Linked DNA regions of Mus musculus: region 2 is linked to region 1. The links are chromatin contacts, called in public Micro-C maps. All regions are on one chromosome and are shown on one strand. The core of a region is the stretch at or near the end of the contact, and the rest is flanking DNA. Distances in the headings are between cores, read along the strand shown. Region 1 has its middle 23 kb from the start of Gm30657. Region 2 overlaps Med13l (mediator complex subunit 13-like).

Region 1 (5,716 bases), core at 812-3,311:
CCCAAAGAGACTCCAGTAAACCCCTGGGGCATCTCCATCAGCCAAACCAACCCCTAGCCCTCCCACTAGACAAAGAGGCTTCTCAGCTGAGTGTTAGCAAAGGTACCTTCAGGCAAGAGGGTTCCTCTGTGCCCCGGTATCTCACCCTGAGCTTTGTGCCTGTAGGACCGGAATCCTCCACTTCCAGCCATCTCTCTGACATTTTTTCCTGTCCTTCTCCATAAAAAGCCATTTATAGACTTTTGTTCTGTAATATCCTAACTTTGGAGTCACAAGAGGGGCAGACAACTGAGTTAAGAGGTTGCTCTTGGTTCTTTATCCAGACGCCAGGCTCTGGACCCTGTAGGTGGCGCAGGCAGTCTGTGGTTTTTTGTTACCTGCTTGTCACCTGAGGCAGAGAAGGAGGCTCCCAGGGGCATGAGAAATAGCCTCACTCTCTCCCAACAACTGTGCTTTGTCTTTCCTTCTTGGCTGTAAATATGAACATTATCAGTTTTTGATGTGTGTGTGCAGTGCATGTGGGTGTCCTCAGAGGCCAGACAAGGGTGTTGAGTCTCGTGGAGCTGGGTTAGAGGTGACCATGCTGGGAACTGAACCTAGATCCTCTACAAGAACAGTGAATGCTTTTAGCAACTGGATCTCTCTCTCTCTCTCTCTCTCTCTCTCTCTCTCTCTCTCTCTCTCCTCTCTCACATTTTCATTTTCTTTCTTTTTTTTTCTGGGCTGTGAATTTGTTTTTAAAAACTTACTTTTTTGTTTGGAGGGTGTTTTGTTTCTTTTTAAAATTTTTATTGGCTATTTTATTTACTTTGTTTACACATTTTAACTTTTGTGGGGTTTTTTAAAAAAAAGATTTATTTATTTTACGTATAGGAGTACACTGTAGCTATCTTCAGACACACCAGAAGAGGGCATCAGATCCCATGACAGATGGTTGTGAGCAACCATGTGGTTGCTGGGAATTGAACTCAGGACCTCTGGAAGAGTGTTCAGTGTTCTTACCCCTGAGCCATCTCTCCAGCCCTTGTGGGGTTTGGTTGGTTGGTTTGGTTTGGTTTGGTTTGGTTTTTGTTTTTTTAACTTTTGAGTTCTTTATTTATTTGTGTGTTCATGGAATGAGTATGTGAAGATCAGAGAACAACCTACCAGGAGCTGGTCCTTTCTCCCATTCAAAGATTCATATGTTCAAGCTCTCTCAGCTCTTCTGAGGCCTATCAAAGGAAGGACCAAACCTCAGGTTTGCTCTCTCATTGGATATAATGAAAGAAATTCACAGTATTTGTGAGGCTGAAGCAGGAGGCCCTTAAATTTAAGGCCAGCTTGGGCTATAGAAGTGAAACTCTGTCTCAAAAGAACAGTGGGGCGAGCGGTACATATCAGTGTAATTCTGCACTCTGAGGCAGGGGATCATAGCCTTGAGGCCAGTTTGAGCTACATAAGCGATTCAGTCCCGGCCCCTCCCCACCACCAGTTGAACAAAACAAAAGCAAATGAGGGGTGGTGGTGCATACTTTTGAGACGTGGAGGCATTAGAAAGAAGTTCAAGGCCAGTCTGGGCTAGCCTAAGCCAAAGGATACCTTTTCTCAAACAAATCAAACAACCAGCCCATAACTCAATCATATTAACAACCAATCAAATAAACAAACGTGCAATTGCCACTTTGAAGCTGAGGGTAGGAACCGCTGGGATGAGATCATTGGGCACCCAGGGTGTCTGATTACATTCCCAGAATGCACCAGATAACCACAAAGGAAAAGACAGATTTGGGGTGCGGGAGCTGGGCCCGTAGCTGTGGCCTTCCTATTGGAGTGTGCCCACAGCCCAGACTGCGCTCTCATTGAAGCCATTTCTAAGGCACTCCGCGAGATTTATTGAATGCCTAGTAAGTGGATTAGAGCCAAGTACTGGAAGGAAAGACGATTGGGTCCTGGGCCTTAGAGAGTGCATTTTCAGCCCTAGAGATAAAATTCTTCCTGTCCCCGGGAAGCTGGTGGGTGTGTAGGGAGCGGATAAACAGTGCCTGGAGGCGCAGGGAGGCCATTTGTAAGTAGCAGCAGGTGGGCAGGTGGGACTGAGCGGCTGCGGAGGCGGGAACACCGCTTGCTGAGCTTAGGGGGAGAGTGTGAAGAGATAAAACCCTGAGGTAGCCACAAACCCTCCGGTCTGCCAGTTCCTAAATTCTGTCCCTTTCTGCCCCAAAGCTCTACCTCAGCCAGGCCTGTTTCAGACGCAGGATAAACTTTGGGATTTCCCCTCAATAGAGGGGAGGGGAGTCCGAAAGGAGAAAGGTAGGGTGGAGGATTCCTGGAGAAACTTCATCTACATAACAAGGAGAAAGAGAAAGCATGGAGGGATGCCCCCAGGGTGGCGTTTAGAGCTTAAATTTAGGAAAGCGCCCAAGGATTGAATTCTGCCTGGCTGCACTGAAGGCACCATCATAGCCAGAAGAGACTTGTGGGCACCCGTAGCTTCTACATCACGTCTTTACACACACACACACACACACACACACACACACACACACACACACACACAATCTCTAGCTAAGCCGAAGAGAACTTGGCCTGTGGACTCTGCCTGTCATGCCAACATTCTGTGCCTCAGTTTTCTCATCTGTGGTGTCGTTGTTGTTAAGTGGTTCATAATCATACCGCAGAAACGGCAGGTTTGGGTGACAACCCTACAGAGTAGATGACAGGTGTCTTAGGCTCACTACTGCGGTGGTGGATCACCATGACCAAAGCAACCTGGGGAGCAAAGGATTTATGTGGCACTGTGCGGTCACTGAAGGAAGTCAAGACAGGAAGTCAAACGGGGCTTGAACCTGGAGACCGGACCTGATCCAGAGGCCATGAAGGGAATGCGGCTTATTGGCTTGTTCCTGATGGCTTGCTCAGCCTGCTTTCGTATAGAACTCAGGACCACCAGCCCAGGTGTGGTCCCCATCCACAATGAGCTGTCCCACCCCCATAATAACCATTAATTAAGGAGATGCCCTGCATAGAGGCTTGCACGCAGCCAGATCTTAGGAAGATGTTTTCTACCTGAGGTTCCCTCCTCTCAGATGACCCTAGCCTGTGTCAAGTTGACATAAACCCAACCTGCACAGTGGGTGATGCTGACTGTCACCTTGATCTTTGAAGGTCATTTCTCTGTTTGTTTGGTCTCCCGCTGCACCCCAGGACTCACGCTGTCAATAGTCACAGCCTCCCCAGCTCCAACCACTCACATCCCGTCAGCCCATTCTGTAAATCCGGAATGCCAGGTGGAGTCCACACTACACAGGAGGGCCCCGTCTTTCAATGGGCTCCTCCTGGTACTCCCAGTAAGCCACTTCCCTGGCTTCAGGCCCCTACCGGTGAAAGAAAAGCTCTGGCGCAGGCAGTTAGCCCAAGAGGTATGGGGGCTGCAGGGGGTAGATTTACATTTTAAAAGCCCGAGGAAGGCCGAGGCTAGAGCCTCCTCCCCACCTGCCCGGGAGCTGCCGGTAGAATGGCAGAGTAGAGGCCAGATGAAAACCTAGAGACAGACTTCCAGACTGGAACTGCGCCTGCTCAGTACCTACAGCGCGGCCGTACACCGGATCACTGCCCACCGTGCTTAAAATTAAAGAGGTCTAGACACTAGAGCCAACACCAGTTGTGTCCCCAAGTCATGGGAGTACACACCGCATTGACCTCTAGTTTGTAGGTAAGGACACTCCTCGAAGAAGTTAAGTGCCTTGCAGGTAAAACATACAGCCCCCAGGCTACCGGGGTGGGGCATGGGGGAGGGGCGCTGGACCAAAGCGGGAAGTTCTTTCTCAATTCTCTACCTGAGGTTCAGGCCTAGAGGCCCACTCAGAGGGATGGAATGTCTGATGTGGCATTCCCCAACTCTCCCCACAGCCCCCCTCCCCCCATCGTCCCCCAAAGCCGTAGGGAGAATCTTCATTCACGTGCTGTCTCCAGTCTTAGAAAATCAGCACACCCACACACACCCTCAAGCCTTCAGCTGTCCCACACCCTCCCCTGGTCAAAGCTGATCTGTCAACTTCCGTCCCGGCTCCTATTTTAGAGTAGAAGGTTCCAAGAGCAAACAGGTTCCTCCGACTCGTTAATGGTCTGGATAGAATGTCAGCCTGGCCCTAGGCATACAATTCTCTTTTATGTTTTTTTTTTTTTTCTATAAAGCAAAGTTGCTGCATGATCCTATACGTTGCCAACTGCTCAACTAGCCTTTTTGCACGGAACGCCTTGTGGTTCTCAACCTTCCTAACTTTGTGACCCTTTAATGATGCTCCTCGTGTTGTGGACATACATTTTCATTGCTACTTCCTAACTGCAATTTTGCTACCGTTATGAATGGTAACGTGAATATCTAAGGGGACCTCCAAAGGGGTCGAGATCCACACAGGTTGTGAACCGCTGGTCTAAATGCCCCTGTGTTAGATCCAGGCTGACATTGTGCTGGTGGCTGCAGATCTGAGCAGAGGGAGCACCCACCTTAAGGCCAGAGAATGAGGGTTACAAGACGAAGACAGCTACCACAGAACTCTCCCTCCTGAACAAGTCGTCTCCCTCTGAGGTCTCAGTCCCAGCTAAGCTGCTGATAATTCAAGGGTTCCTCTGAGAAATCTCCTTCCCAGCCAGGTACCAGGCCTGCCCTCGGCCCCTTTTCAGCCTTTCAATTCTGCATTCACGGGTCTCATCACCCTAGGTGACCCCAGGATAGCTCCATTTCTTTCTGCATTTGTCAGATCTGGCTCTGTTTCCCTTTGGGCTCTGTCCAAAAGACAAGTTAACTCTCCAAGAATGAGGAGAGAGGACCTGGCGCCAGCCAGTTCCAGATTGGGCTGTCTATAGCAGCCATGGCCACTATTGTAAGAAAAGCGCGATTTCTAACATTCTGCAGGAGCTGTGGCTTTTCATTGTTTTTGCTGCAGGGGGAAGGGGGCAGAGAGATGAGTTCAGGGCTAGACCAGCACTCCGAGCCATGCCCCCGGGGATGGTGGGGGTTTGAAGACAGTTGAAAACAAGATCTGTCTCCAAAAAGTTAAAACAAAAGAAAAATCAAAAGTGAGACTTGTTTGGGAGAAAGGGCACTTTCCATTTTGAAGGAATTAGCATGCATTATAAAGGGCCTGAGGCCCAACACAGTGCTGCAGGCTTATAATCTAAGCACTTGGAAGGCCAGCTGATTTCTGTGAGTTCGAGGTCAGCCTGCTCTACAGAGTGAGTTCCAGGACAGCCAAGGCTACGCAGAGAAACCCTGTCTGGAAAAACCAATAATAATAATGATGGTGGTGGTGGTGATAATGGAAACAAAAGGCTTGAGGCTATGAGTTTTATCTCCCGCCCCCCCCCACACACACACACACTTCTTCCTCTCCCTTTCCCTTCCCCCACTCTCCTCATGTTCTCCGATGTCCTTCTACCTTCTGTTGTGAAAAGGAGTCCAAGCAGACACTGGACTCCTTGATTTTGGACTTTGCAACCTCTACAAGAGTAAGAAAGAACTCTATTTTATAGCATTAACCATCTACAGCATGTTCTTTCTGTCTGTCTGTCTGTCTGTCTGTCTGTCTTATCTCTCACGTTCTCCATTTCTGTGTGTGTGTGTGTGTGTGTGTATCTGCCTCTCCATCTCTCTCTCCCTGTCTCTCTCTCCCGTCTCTCTCTCCCTGCAACAGGAAAGAGACTGAGAGGGTCCTTTACATTCAGAACATTTTGAAAC
Region 2 (5,716 bases), core at 2,388-4,887, 330 kb after region 1:
GCCAAGCCCGGTGCCAGCTCCATCTTTAAATGCCGTGGATTAATGAAAGGTTTGAAGGTCAAGAACTGCCCTCTAGCTCTGTCAGCTTTGTCCCAGCCAGTGACTTAGACCTACCTCACAGCCAGATTGTACATGTGACCGAGGTTCTGAGGAGGGATTTAGTCAGTAAGGAGTTGCTGTGTGCTGTCTCTCCCTGAGCAAGTGCCAGCCACCCCGTGTGTACTGACTTGTAGAGGGGACCATGCTGCCAGCGCTGCTGTCACTTAGGGTGATGAGGAGAAGGAAGGGTTAGAATAGAGTCACTTTAGTCATAGAGCAGCTGAAGGGACAGGGGCCAGCAGGGCCCTCAGTCATTGCCTGACCAGTGCTTCTCCTCCTGGGAGGAAGAAATGGTAAATGCCTGGGATTCCTTCCGGCTACTGGCCAGGGGGTGACAAGCTGTTTGTTCCCTGATGTTTATTTTGACAGAAACTGAAAGGTCAGGTTTTATTCTAGCAGTTTGAAATCATATTCCCGTGATTGGTGCATGGCAGCCTGTGGTGACCCCGCCGTGACCCCGTCATGACGCCGTCATGTGCTTACTGCTTGGGTTCACTGTAGCATTCCTAAGATCTCAGCTGTTGATGCTTTCAGTTCTGAGCCCCTCAGCCTGGAGCCTCCCAGAGTCTTTGAGCGTTTTTTCTTCCTGAACTGTTTATCCCTAGCTAAGTCATCACACAGGACCAGGAGGTCAAGGCTTTGTCTTTGTTTCACAGCAGGCCTCAAGTTGGCTGCCTTCAAGTCCGATCCTCCTGCCTTAACCTTTCTTCCTGAGTTTGAGGATTATGTGCACAGATATGTGTGTGTGTGTGTTCTACTGTGTCCTGACTTCACTTTTTATCTTTGGCCAGAATAATTTTATTTTACTTTTCTCTATCCAGAATCAGAGTTGATAGGACTTGATGTAGTAAATTAATAAGGATCATTTTCTTTCTCTACATAGGAGACATTAAAGACAAACTGACCACTTACCATTACTTGTACTAAAGGCACCTTTTAAATCTCAGTAGTCACCGACAGGTGGGAAGTGCTTGATGCAGAGAGGCACAGAAGACTCCGAGAGGCACACGACACTCACTCACAGCACACTCACTCAGCACTCCCACACAGCGAGCACACAGGGTGGCAGGAGCATTGCTCCCTGCAGACTCTGAGCTGTGGTGCTCAGTTCTAATCCAGGGAAGGTGATGATGGAGAGCAGGTGCACTCTAGGGGTCCTAGATGCCCCTGAGGATGCTGGGGTCTTCCATCTCAGCATGCAGTGACACACAGCTCCAGAGCGGGTGCCTTGTGCTTCTGGGATCACTGTATCCATTTTTCCAAAACCTTTGTCTGGTCGATAGTGTTTGTCAGATGCCTGACTTCACTGCAGAGACCTGTGTATTCCAGGTCACATTGCTTAGTCCCCAAGGGCTTTGGTGGGAGGTACTGCAGGCAGGGGACTGTCACTAGTGTGCATAGTCAAGATGAAAGCTGCTGTTAGTGCCTGGTGATGCTCATTGTGCTTTGGGCCTTGTTTTTCAGAGCCAGGGAGAGCGGCTTCTGTCTCGGGAGGCTCCAGAGGAACTCAAGCAGCAGCCCCTGGCCCTTGGGTATTTTGTGTCCACTGCCAAAGCGGAGAACCTCCCGCAGTGGTTTTGGTCATCGTGCCCCCAGGCCCGGAACCAGTGCCCACTCTTCCTGAAGGTTGGTAGATGCACGCTGGGGTTTAAGACAAGTCTCTGGCATGTGTTTTCATTTGGTTGGAGCTAGAAATCTCCTCTTCGCTGACCCAGGCTCTTTGTGCTCCTGTGTCACTTGTCACTTAAAGTCTGAGGAGGTTTTAGTTACAGAAGAGTGGACTTCAGAAAAGGGACCCCGACTTGCTGTCAAGAAGTGAGTTCACACAACCTGACTCTCCTAGTCGGTACTGATGACTGCCAGGAAGCCACAGCACAGTCCTACCTGGCTGCATACTGGAGCCGTCCTCCATAGAGCAGAGCCAGGGCCATTCAAACCTTTCACATCTGTGCGTTTTCCTCCTTGTATGGCTTTTATTGATTGTGCCCTTAAAACAAGGCCCACACGTGCAGAGTGTAAAGGAGCCTCAGAGGGCATCCATTTCTCATTTTTGGCAGAAAGAGAGAGAGGTTTGAGAGTATACCATGGTGGGAGCCATGGGGAGAGGACTCTTATAAGGGAGTCAACTGAGTGATGACAGCCCTGAGCTCCCCCTGTGGCACAGCATACCCACCTCCAGCCATTGGATGCTGGCAGATGTGAGAAATGATGTAGGTACTTATCATGCCCATGCCTGGCTGTGAAGGTGGCTGAGGTGGGAGGTCATATGACTTGTGAGCTGAAACAAGGCTGAAGGGCACAGCAACCCTGCCACAGAGTAAGCCAGCCCAGTGACGGGAGCAAGAGATGAGGGGAAGCGGCATGCCGTGCTGTGAGTAAGGGCCAGCTGAGCCAGCTCTGCAGCACTGGTGTCGTCTCAGTGGGCAGAGCTGTGAGCCACTCTTGTGTGGCATGGAGGGGACATGGAGTAACCTGTGGGAAATACTCCAGTGTAGGAGGGACACCTAGTCAGTCAGCAGAGCAGGGAGAGTCCCCAGGACTGTTAGGGTCGTATCCAAACAGGAGGTGACAAACAGGCGGTAGTGTGTCACTCTACTCAGAGATACCAGGCACAGGCGGGCACGGAACGCTGTGATGGAGCGCCTTGCTCACCTGACAGCTGAGCATGAAGGAAATGGCCGTTTCCTTCGTGGAGGTTAGTCTCTGTCTGTATTGGGACAGCAGACAGTCAGCGCCTCTGTGTCCTCTGATTATGTGCCCACCTTGTGGAATGCGCCTGCCTGCCTGTCCTCGAGGTCCTCTGCCTGCCCACCCTGGAGGTGCACCTGCAATTAAATCTCCAGATCAGACAGTAGGGATTGTGAGGGGTCTGAAGGGTAGAGGGGTTGAGAAGCCCCACAGTATGAAGAGCCACATCTAGACTGCAGAGCCTCGACACCCCTCACGGCAGCTTAGCCCATAGCTGGAGGACGGAAGAGAAAGTTTTGAGAACATCAGAGAGACTTGACTATATAGCCCATTAGCTGATACAAAGGAATCACATTCAGTGTGCGCGCGCGATACAGTTCTTAAAGGTTCTCATCTGTAAGCATTACTTCCTAAATTTACAAGAGAAATGATAGAGTATTTGGTTTGTTTTAAAATATTTCAAAGGTAAAATACTGAAAAGAAAGTGACAAATAGTGGCCACTGTCCCAGCTTTGGTGGCAGGGCATACAGCACTACATAGGAACTGCTGTTTCATGTGCTCGACTGTTGTGTTAGAAGCAAGGTATGCTGGTGAGATGGCCCAGTCAGTCAGAGAGCCCCCAAGCCCCGGCCGGGTGCGTCTGGTGGCAGGGATCAGTGCGCCAGGCTGTCTTCTGACCTCACGTGTGTGCTGTTGAGTGCACACACACCAGTCAGCTTGTTTTCTCAAGAAGCAAAATGAAGTCGGTTAGACCAGAAAGAGAGGCCCCTGAAACTAGTGTTGAGCTTACCTCTAGGACAGTAGTGTGTCCCAGGAGATGACTCAGCAGTTGGGACTCAGGCACACAGCAGCCTGCCTCTGCATGACTGAGGAGCCGGAGCCTGGGCTGGGGCCGCGCTCATTCTCCACTGTGCTGCTCTGCACCTGGAAAGAAACAAAGTTCTCGGGTCTTTCCCCAGGCTTCCCTGCATCACCACATCTCTGTAGCGCAGACCGATGAGCTCCTTCCTGCCAGGACCTCTCAGCGGGCTCCACACCCTCTGGACTCCAAGACCACATCTGACGTTCTAAGGTAGCTCTGACTGAGTGGGAAAGTGGCGCTCCTTCCTCCTTGCCCCTGAGGAGTGCAGGACAGGGTGGTGCTCAGAGACACTGCTGCTTGTGCAGAGCAGCAGAGTCCACTTCTCCCCACGGTGCAGGGACACACAGTGTGTGCACTCAGTTCACCACACAGGAGGTGCAGGGACACTTCATTTCCTATTCCAAAGAGGTGATGCAGGTGTCAGCCCTGGGCAGAAGAACAAAGGTTAGGGAGCAGAGCCTGGGAGTGGCTCTGCATGGAAAACTCAGTTTGACCTTCTCTGCCACAGATAAGTATGTTCGATTGACTAGAGCACTAATTCTTTGTTATGGAATGCACCTCAGATGCACGGACTCTGTTTCACTGTTTTCATCAGGGCATAAAATTTAATGGTGCATGCCTGTAATCCCAGAACTTGAAAGAGAAGGCTAAAGAACCAGGAGTTGAAAGTCATCCTTACTTACTTACTGAGTTCAAGCCCAGAGTCCAGCCTGAGCTCCGGAGACACTGTGTGGATGTGCATGTGTGTGCATGTGGATGCACGTGCCAGATGCCAGCCAGTCTCTTCCTGTCTCTCACCGTGCTCCTGAGATTGGCCTGTGTCCACCTCCTCTCCCCTTCCCTCCTCCTGCTATTGGATTATAGTGTGCACTGTTGCTCACTGCTTTACACGGGTTCTGGGGCACACACTCAGCCTTTCTGTCACTAGCTGAGATATTGCCCCAGACCCAAGACTGGATCTTCAAAACAACAAGCAGACAGAAGCTATCCTGTGCCTTGAGAGCTGAGCCTTTCTGGGTGCTCTCTGATGTACTGTGGTTTGGAAATGGGCGATGGACAGGTGCCTCACTAGCAACTTGGCCCCCAGGGTCTCTGATGGAACAGAGAGCAAGGGTCTTGTGCAAGTTAAGTACAACCATGCACACCTAGGATACCCATGCACACCCAGGCAGACAACTAAGGCTGTGGTCAAAAGTATCAGGCTAACCTGCCATAGAGAGCAAGGCCCTGTCCATCCCTGTTGATTTTTTTCCAGTGACCACATCAGAATAACATGGAGAAACTTGGAAAGCCGAGTGTCAGTAAAGTATTACATTCTGAACAATTCAATATGATCAGTATATTCTCATTTTGGCATCTAGCCAACATGAAACAGTTTTCATTCAGTGGCTTCCTGATCCTGGAGGCCCTGAGGTGGCCATGCTGGTGTGCAGGGACGCAGGGTGGGCCACGTGGGCCCCACACACCCCAAGCCTGTGGCCCAGAAGCTGACCTCTGTGCTCTCCCTGGCAGGTTTGTGCTGGAGCAGTACAACGCCCTATCCTGGCTCACGTGCAATCCAGCCACCCAGGACCGCACTTCCTGCCTTCCCGTCCACTTCGTGGTGCTCACGCAGCTGTACAATGCCATCATGAACATGCTCTAACCGGGAAGGGAAGCGCTTGCCCTCTGCCTCAGCTCCTCCTGCAGCCTTGGCCAGGGAGCCTGCTCCACTCTGCAAATGCCCGGCCTTTTTTAGAGCACTCCCTATACCCCGCACTGTGACGCCTTCTGAGCAGGCTCATGCTCCTCCTGCAGTGTTCATTGCCACAGTGACTTCTTGACGTGTCTCACGAGGACCTGGAAATTTCCATAAGCAGTGACTTGAGCCAATGTGTGATATGTGCAGCCTGCAGTCCCCGGGAAGTGGCGGCTGTTGGTGGCTGAAGAGGCAAGGAGAAGAGACACCGTCCTTTTGCACAAGAGCCTGCTCTCAGCCTCTGTTTAGTACCAGGCTGTCCAGCCCTCTGAATGCAATCCTCTAGCCAATGGTGGATGCCTGGGGGTCTCCCATACTTCATAACCTG

The links. A called contact is a pair of places that touch in the nucleus more often than the background predicts.
Region 2: a Micro-C map of embryonic stem cells shows a contact between it and region 1, with 4 times the contacts expected there. The contact joins two enhancer-like sites. A contact is called at or near these places in 1 of 15 datasets of contacts at CTCF or cohesin (stem cell-derived epiblast-like cells), 13 of 484 Hi-C or Micro-C datasets (the G1E-ER4 cell line, embryonic stem cells and trophoblast stem cells), 9 of 115 datasets of contacts at active chromatin or transcription factors (all in embryonic stem cells) and 1 of 9 other capture datasets (embryonic stem cells).

The regions. Positions count from the first base shown.
Region 1 is chr5:118,433,435-118,439,150 of GRCm38.p6, forward strand. No RefSeq gene overlaps it. Among named protein-coding and RNA genes, the nearest start is that of Gm30657, 23 kb to the left of the region's middle. RefSeq lists cis regulatory regions at 1-5,716, 1-5,716 and enhancers at 436-1,620, 1,217-2,599, 2,610-4,549. Within about 2 kb of position 2,062, at least 35 of the 459 cell types and tissues checked have an H3K27ac peak or open chromatin away from gene starts, as enhancers often do. A contact at or near this core is called in embryonic stem cells and stem cell-derived epiblast-like cells, where this site is marked.
Region 2 is chr5:118,757,539-118,763,254 of GRCm38.p6, forward strand. It overlaps Med13l (mediator complex subunit 13-like), which reads left to right. Exons shown (of 31, transcript NM_172424.4): 29 at 1,564-1,725; 30 at 3,748-3,860; 31 at 5,163-5,716. The coding sequence ends at 5,295. Among named protein-coding and RNA genes, the nearest start is that of Gm42015, 83 kb to the right of the region's middle. Within about 2 kb of position 3,638, at least 17 of the 459 cell types and tissues checked have an H3K27ac peak or open chromatin away from gene starts, as enhancers often do. A contact at or near this core is called in embryonic stem cells and stem cell-derived epiblast-like cells, where this site is marked.